Regions from separate parts of the Anser cygnoides genome. Here region 1 is linked to region 2. Evidence: chromatin contacts called from public Hi-C data. All regions are on one chromosome and are shown on one strand. Each heading gives the region's core, a stretch centred on a gene start, on an enhancer-like site or on the middle of the called end of the contact. The rest is flanking DNA. Distances are from core to core; before and after follow the strand shown. Region 1 holds the start of PIM3 (Pim-3 proto-oncogene, serine/threonine kinase). Region 2 has its middle 130 kb from the start of PIM3.

Region 1 (3,138 bases), core at 604-3,103, 130 kb after region 2:
AGATCGCCCTCTAGGAAAAAAAACGCTTTTTCCAAGACAGGGAAATATAAACTGCTGCGTCACTGCCTGGAATTGCTTCTTTCCTACGCAACTGAACACCCTAAGCTGCTTCAGGTCCAAAGGTTTCCATTACCGATAGACCTGATATGAACCGCTGCGTCAGAGGCGCCCTCACTACTCGGAGGCGCCAGAAACAGGATAAGCGGCAGCTATAGGGCATCGCCCTGGGAGGGGCGCGGGGTCTTGCCAAACTCGGCACAGCGCGGCCGGGCTGCCCCGGGCAAGGAGGGCACGTACCATCAAAGTCAGTATAGACCGTGTCCTTGAGGATGGCCCCTGAGCCGAAGTCGATTAGCTTCAGCTCGCCTGTCCTGAGGTCAACCAGCAGGTTCTCGTCCTTGATGTCCCGGTGCACCACGCCGCAGCCATAGCAGTGGCGCACCGCCTCCAGCACCTGCCGGAAGAACCCGCGGGCCGTGTCCTCGTCCAGGGCTCCCTTCTCCGTGATGAAGTCAAAGAGATCCTTCACCAGCTCGGGCCGCTCCATGATGATCAGGTAGCCGTCGGGACGCTCGTACCAGTCCAGCAGCTTGATGACCCCCCTGAAGCCAGAGCCCACCTTCTTCAGGAGAACGATCTCCAAGGGCACCATGACGCCGCCCTGGGCAGAGAAAGGGGAGGCGAGTGGGTCACTCGGGGGCGGCGGGCAGGGCAGGGCAGGGCAGGACGAGGCAAGGCAGGGCAGTGCCACCCACCGCCGCCCTGCGGGGTGGCTCCTCCGCTGCCGCAGTCCGAGGGGCGGGCGCGGCGCTGCGGCGGCGAACCCCCGCCAAATTCCCCCCGACGCAGACACCGCGCCGGCGGGCGGGGCGAGCCCCGCCGCCCACACAATAGCCCCGACGGAGCCCACCCCCCAAAAATAAAATTAGAAAAGAATTAAATACTTACAACCGTGCCCCACTCGGTCACCCGCTCCTTCACCACATGCTTCACGGCGACCTGCGGGGCGAGGAGAGGGGAAAGGAGGGGCGGTGAGCGGCGGGGCCGGGCAGGGCAGGGCAGGGCTCGCCCCGTGCCCGCAGCCCGCCGACAACCCGCGCCGAGCCGCCCCGAGCCTCACCGGCAAGCCGTCGGCGATCCTGCTGCCCGCGTAGACGGTGCCGAAGCCGCCGCTGCCCAGCACGGAGCCCACCTGGTACACTTTGTCGAACGGCTCCTTCTCCACTTTCACTGGGGAAACGGGAGGGAAAGCGCGGCGTTAGCGACCGGACTACGCCTCGCCGGGAATTAGGATTAAAAAAAAAAAAAAATCAAAAAAAAATATATATATTTATATATAATCCCCCCCCCCAGCACGTCCGCTGGACGCGTCGCCCTAATTCTGCACGAGACATTTTCTTTTTTCCTCCTCAAAAATCTTCTTCGGTTATATAAAAAAAAATATCGTAATAAAAAGGGTAAAGCCCCAAGTTTCAGGCGGCTGCGTGGCGCCAGCCACGGGGCTGGGGCCGCCCGCAGGGGGAAGCCCCCGGCGCCCCGCCGTACCTGGCTGCAGGATCTTCACCGGCAAGTGGTCCATGCTGGCGGGGCTGCAGATGTGGGCCAGCGAGCCAAACTTGGAGAGCAACATCTTCCGTGCGGGGGGAGCCCCCTGCCTCCTCCTCCTCCTTCGCTGCCGAGCCCAGACCCTCCGCGGGGCTTCCCTGGTGGCCCTGCGGCGGGCACCGACGGCCTCCCCGGCACGGATCCGCGCCAAATCCCCCTCCTCGTCCTCGTCCTCCGGCGGCGAAAGGGCCCCTATCCAGCCGGGGGCCGCGTCCGAAAGCCGGCCCTGCGGTGCGGTGCGGGGGGGGAGCGGGCTGGGCGCAGGAGCCGCGCCGCCGCCCTGCCTGCCCGCGCGCTTCTGAGCCGGCGGCGCCGCGGAGCCGCCTCTTAACTCCCAATATTTTGGTGCGGGCAGAGCGCGGACGGCGCCGAGCGGGTATCCCTCCGCGGGGGAGGCGGTGTGTGTGTGGGGGGGGGGGGGGGGGGGGGGGGGGGACACGCCTCTCCCCGCCGCCCCGGCCCGACCCCTCCTCCCCTCCGCGACGGGGCGCCCGCAGTGCGGCGGTGGGGGCTGCGGAGTCCCCGGCCCGCCCCGTCGCGCCAGCGGGCAGGGGGGGAGGGTGGGGGGCCGGGAACTACTTGTTTGTAGTAAGCGGCGCGCAGCGTTACCGCCCGGCTGCGGAACGCAGCGCGCACCCGCGGCGAGCAAGGGGGGGGCGAGGAGGAGGAGGAGGGGGGGGAGATTCTCCTATTTGCGTTAACGTTTCCGGGCGGCCAATCAGCGGGCGCCTTTTCAAAGAGCTCCCGGCGCAGGCCAATGAGGCGGGGCCTCATCTGCATGCGGCGGGGCGGGCGGCAGAGGGCGGGAGCGCCGCGGCCCCGCCCCGCGGCTGCAGGAAGGTCGCCGCGCGTCGGGCCGAGACGCGGCGTCTGGGGCCGGGCGGGGAGGGAAGGGGGGGGCCGGGGACACGCCGCCGCCATGGCCGGGGTGCGGCGCTTTCCCCCCCTCCCTCCGCCCCCCCCGCTCTTCCTCTCCCCTCCCCTCCCGCCCTGTTCTCCACAGAGCCGGCGCCTGGCGAGGCAGCGCGTTCTGCCCTGTCCCCGTGGGGGTCTCCCCTTCCCCTTCCCCTGCCCGTGAGCCCCGCGCTCCTCTCCGGTCACGCAGCCTCGCAGCCCCTGCGGAGCGCCCCCGAGGGCTTCCCTGCCTCCCCGCTCCGGCGGCGGCCGGCTGAGGGATCCTCCCGGCACGGCGCCCCCGCCCCGCAGGGGGCGCTGCCTCTACAGGAATGGGGGGAGCCGCGGCGGTGGAGGCGGTGAGGGGACGGAGCCCCCCCCCCCCCCCGACCGCTCCTCCTCGGAGCCCCCCCGTGCCGCCCCCGTCCTCCCCCGAGGCTTGTCGGGGCGCCGCCGAGCGGCCCCGGGGAGGCCGTTAACGGCCGCCCGCCGTCAGGCCTCCGGCGGCCGCCTGGGCTGAGGAGGCGGGCAGGGAGGGGAGAGGCTGCTAAGCGTCGGCCCGCCAGAGGTGGTGGGCCACTGGTTCAGGAAACAAGTAAACGTCTGCTGGGCTTGGCGTGTAATAGCATCTTAAGAATT
Region 2 (3,004 bases), core at 162-2,661:
AGGCCATTTCAATTAGATTTTGTCTGAAGAAATAATGTGCTTACTCCTTTTTCTATCGTTCAAGATTTTTAAATGAAAATATCAAGTATTAGGCTCAAAGCACACATCCAATAAGCTTCACTTAATATATCCTCATATTTCATTGTGAACATGAAGATGAGAGAACTATCTGAGATAATTTATAAATTGAGCCAATTTGCTTCTCTCCACCCTGAGACAAGATGACAACCAGTGAATCAAACTGTGATTCAGGTGCTTTTTGTTTTTCCATGTGCTTCTGAGACAGTGAGATCAGGTGCTGCACTAGATATGTAATGGAGTCCAGTGAAACTCTTTTCATGGAGAGAGCAAATCTTATGTATTGGAATATTAAATAGAGCTTATGATATGGTGACAAGGAAGATGAAAAAATCAACAGTAGAAAAATTAAATGAAAGAACATGAAGGGTATTACAAGGGCATGTTTAAAGGTAAGTTTTCTAAATCAAATTTGGTACAACTTTGCAGAGAAAGTGACTGGATTAAAAAGATGAATACATAACCACTGAATGTTGCACAGAGGTCAGAGACATCGGGGATTTCAGAGGGACCAGAACGTGGGCTATGAAGGGCTTTGTGGCATTCTCTTCCACAAGGCAAAATAAAAGGAATGCTAAGAAAGAAGGATTCACTTAGTTTTAACTTAAGGACAAAAAAGTTTAACAGTGATGACGTCTGAGCTGTTAAACCTTACAGAAAACTGCACAGAAGGAAGTCATAGTTTGATAAGGAGATGAGAGAGCTGTCTTCATAGACAGTTCAAGGAGCAATTAGCCAGAGAAATGGTTTACGTGGATAAAATGATCTATTTTGTGAATTAAAAAAAAAAAAAAGGCAAAGGAGAAGTGATAAGCAGTTATTTAATCCTCCTGAAACTAGATCCAGATCACAGAAATCAATGGAAAGATTACAATTACTTCATGTGATTTGGAGTAAATTCTTTAGAATATGCCATTGAAACATTACTGGATAAATTAATCTCTGGAGTAATTTTATTAAAGTAAATTGAGTTATTGCTTAGCAAATTTATCTTAATGGGTTGTTATGTCAAGTATACGTTCATTCATTCACTTCCTTGTTCTTCCTCTCATTCATTTGAATGGGATCTCAGTGTGCTGTAAACAGTGTGCTTACAGGAAAAAGAGGGGAAATGTGTACTGTGAAGAAGAACATTAGCTAACAAGAAATATGGTTTCAAAAAGTGTTCCTTCCAGTACATATTTTTAAATAATTTTCATAATTATGAAACTTGCAAGAAAAAAAATCAGAGGGACACTCTTCATATTCCATTAGATTTTTGGTTCCTATCTGATGAAAACAGCACTGAGCTGGAACAAACAGTGCGTCAGGGATGATTATGTAACACGAGATGAAGAAATATTTCTCAATCCAGTGCCAGGAAAGCTACAGGCAATTCTGGAAGTCACATGCTTTCTGGTGGGATTTTTTTTTTTTCGCATCTCATTTTTGCATCTCGTACAAAAGAGTAGCCCTATTTCGGAAGTCAAGTTGCAGGAGGAAACAGCCAATAGAGAGGATCTTTTCTGTGTTTGTGAATTCCGGTTGAACCACAATGAGCACATTCTTCCTTCTCTTTTGTGGGCTTTGTTCTTATGGTAGTGAAAGTTAAACGGATCAATGGGGACATTGTTGAACTGACCTCTGGTGACCATATGAAAACAAATGGGGGCCATTAGATGGACACTGTTTTAACTTGCCATATCTGCATTAGATATCTATTTTCAGATGTGTCCTTACCCAGATTCTATACTGTTATGTTTTCCTCATAGTGTCATTAAAGACAAAATGCCAGAAAAATAGTGGAAGACTAAACACAGTTTCCTAAGAAAATAACAGATTAACAGCTGGAGGGGGGGTGGGGGTGGAGGGAAAGTAAAGAAAAGCAAAACCAAATCAAACAAAAACAACCCAGGGAATTTTGCACAAAAGTATAGAATGTGTATAAAAGGCACTGATAAAATGCTAATTAGACCTATAAAAAATAAATAAAATTCAAATCATTTGTCACAGATTGCTGCGAGCATTTTGCTAGATTCAGCTATCTCAAGCTGTCAATGATATGTCTGGATGGGGAAAGAAGAGTTTGAACAAATCCTAAACTTCAGTGCAAAATTAAGTTCATGGATAGTTTGGTTACATAAGGCTGGCAGAACTATCACACTAAGCAGTTCTGTCCAACCCTGTAGTGTAGAGCTAGCCCTTAGCTTCAGCTGAGACATTACAACAATACAGAGCAAAAATGTGAAAATTGCTTTCAAAATTAAATTGCTTTCAAAATGCAAATCAAATTAAAATGCAATTAAATTGAATTGCTTTCAAAAAAACAAAAATGTGAAAACTGCTTTCAAAAAATAAATTGCTTTCAAAACTAGGACCTTTTGATACTGGGTTATATTCACATTTTTTTTAATCTTCCAAACTAATTTCCAAATTTTGCTTAAGTGTCAGTAACTTCAGTCTGTGCAAGACTTAACTAAGTTGCCTCAAAATATTGTCCTATGCCATTTTGAGACTTCAGCAGTTAGACAGTCAGTGACAGCTGGATATGACGCAGGAAGTATGAGAGACAATCTTCTGCTGAGTGGCAGGTGGAGGTCAGATAGGATAGCCTTAGGCAAGAGGAACAACACTGCATGCTTGTGCTTTGGTAGATGAATCCCATGCAAAGGATAGAGTTCAGGCCACCAAGGAAAACACCTGTATCTAGGTATCTAGATAAACAAAACATTACATGAACAGCTAAGTTTGGTTAATCACTTTTAAAATTTCACTGGCAGTAGTAACCCAATCTCAATTCTTTACAAGGACAATTACATGTTTCATGAGTGGAAAACAGTTTTGATGTCTTGATTTGAAAGCCAAATCCTACCTCAAAGTCCACGTGCTGCTACTGTTTTTCATGCTAGATTATAGCTTAGCCATCAGAAAAACCATTCAATTCTTG

Evidence for each region. Hi-C and Micro-C count contacts between places; a contact is called where the count stands out from the background.
Region 1: a contact with region 2 is called in a Hi-C map of liver, with 3 times the contacts expected there. The contact joins the promoter of PIM3 here to the enhancer-like site in region 2. A contact is called at or near these places in 3 of 7 Hi-C or Micro-C datasets (granulosa cells and liver).

What each region holds. Positions count from the first base shown.
Region 1 is chr1:20,609,232-20,612,369 of Taihu_goose_T2T_genome, forward strand. PIM3 (Pim-3 proto-oncogene, serine/threonine kinase) reads right to left here and starts at 1,854. Exons shown (of 6, transcript XM_048047960.2): 1 at 1,546-1,854; 2 at 1,121-1,230; 3 at 949-999; 4 at 298-661. The coding sequence starts at 1,630.
Region 2 is chr1:20,482,405-20,485,408 of Taihu_goose_T2T_genome, forward strand. No RefSeq gene overlaps it. Among named protein-coding and RNA genes, the nearest start is that of PIM3, 130 kb to the right of the region's middle. Within about 2 kb of position 1,412, at least 2 of the 3 cell types and tissues checked have open chromatin away from gene starts, as enhancers often do. A contact at or near this core is called in liver, where this site is marked.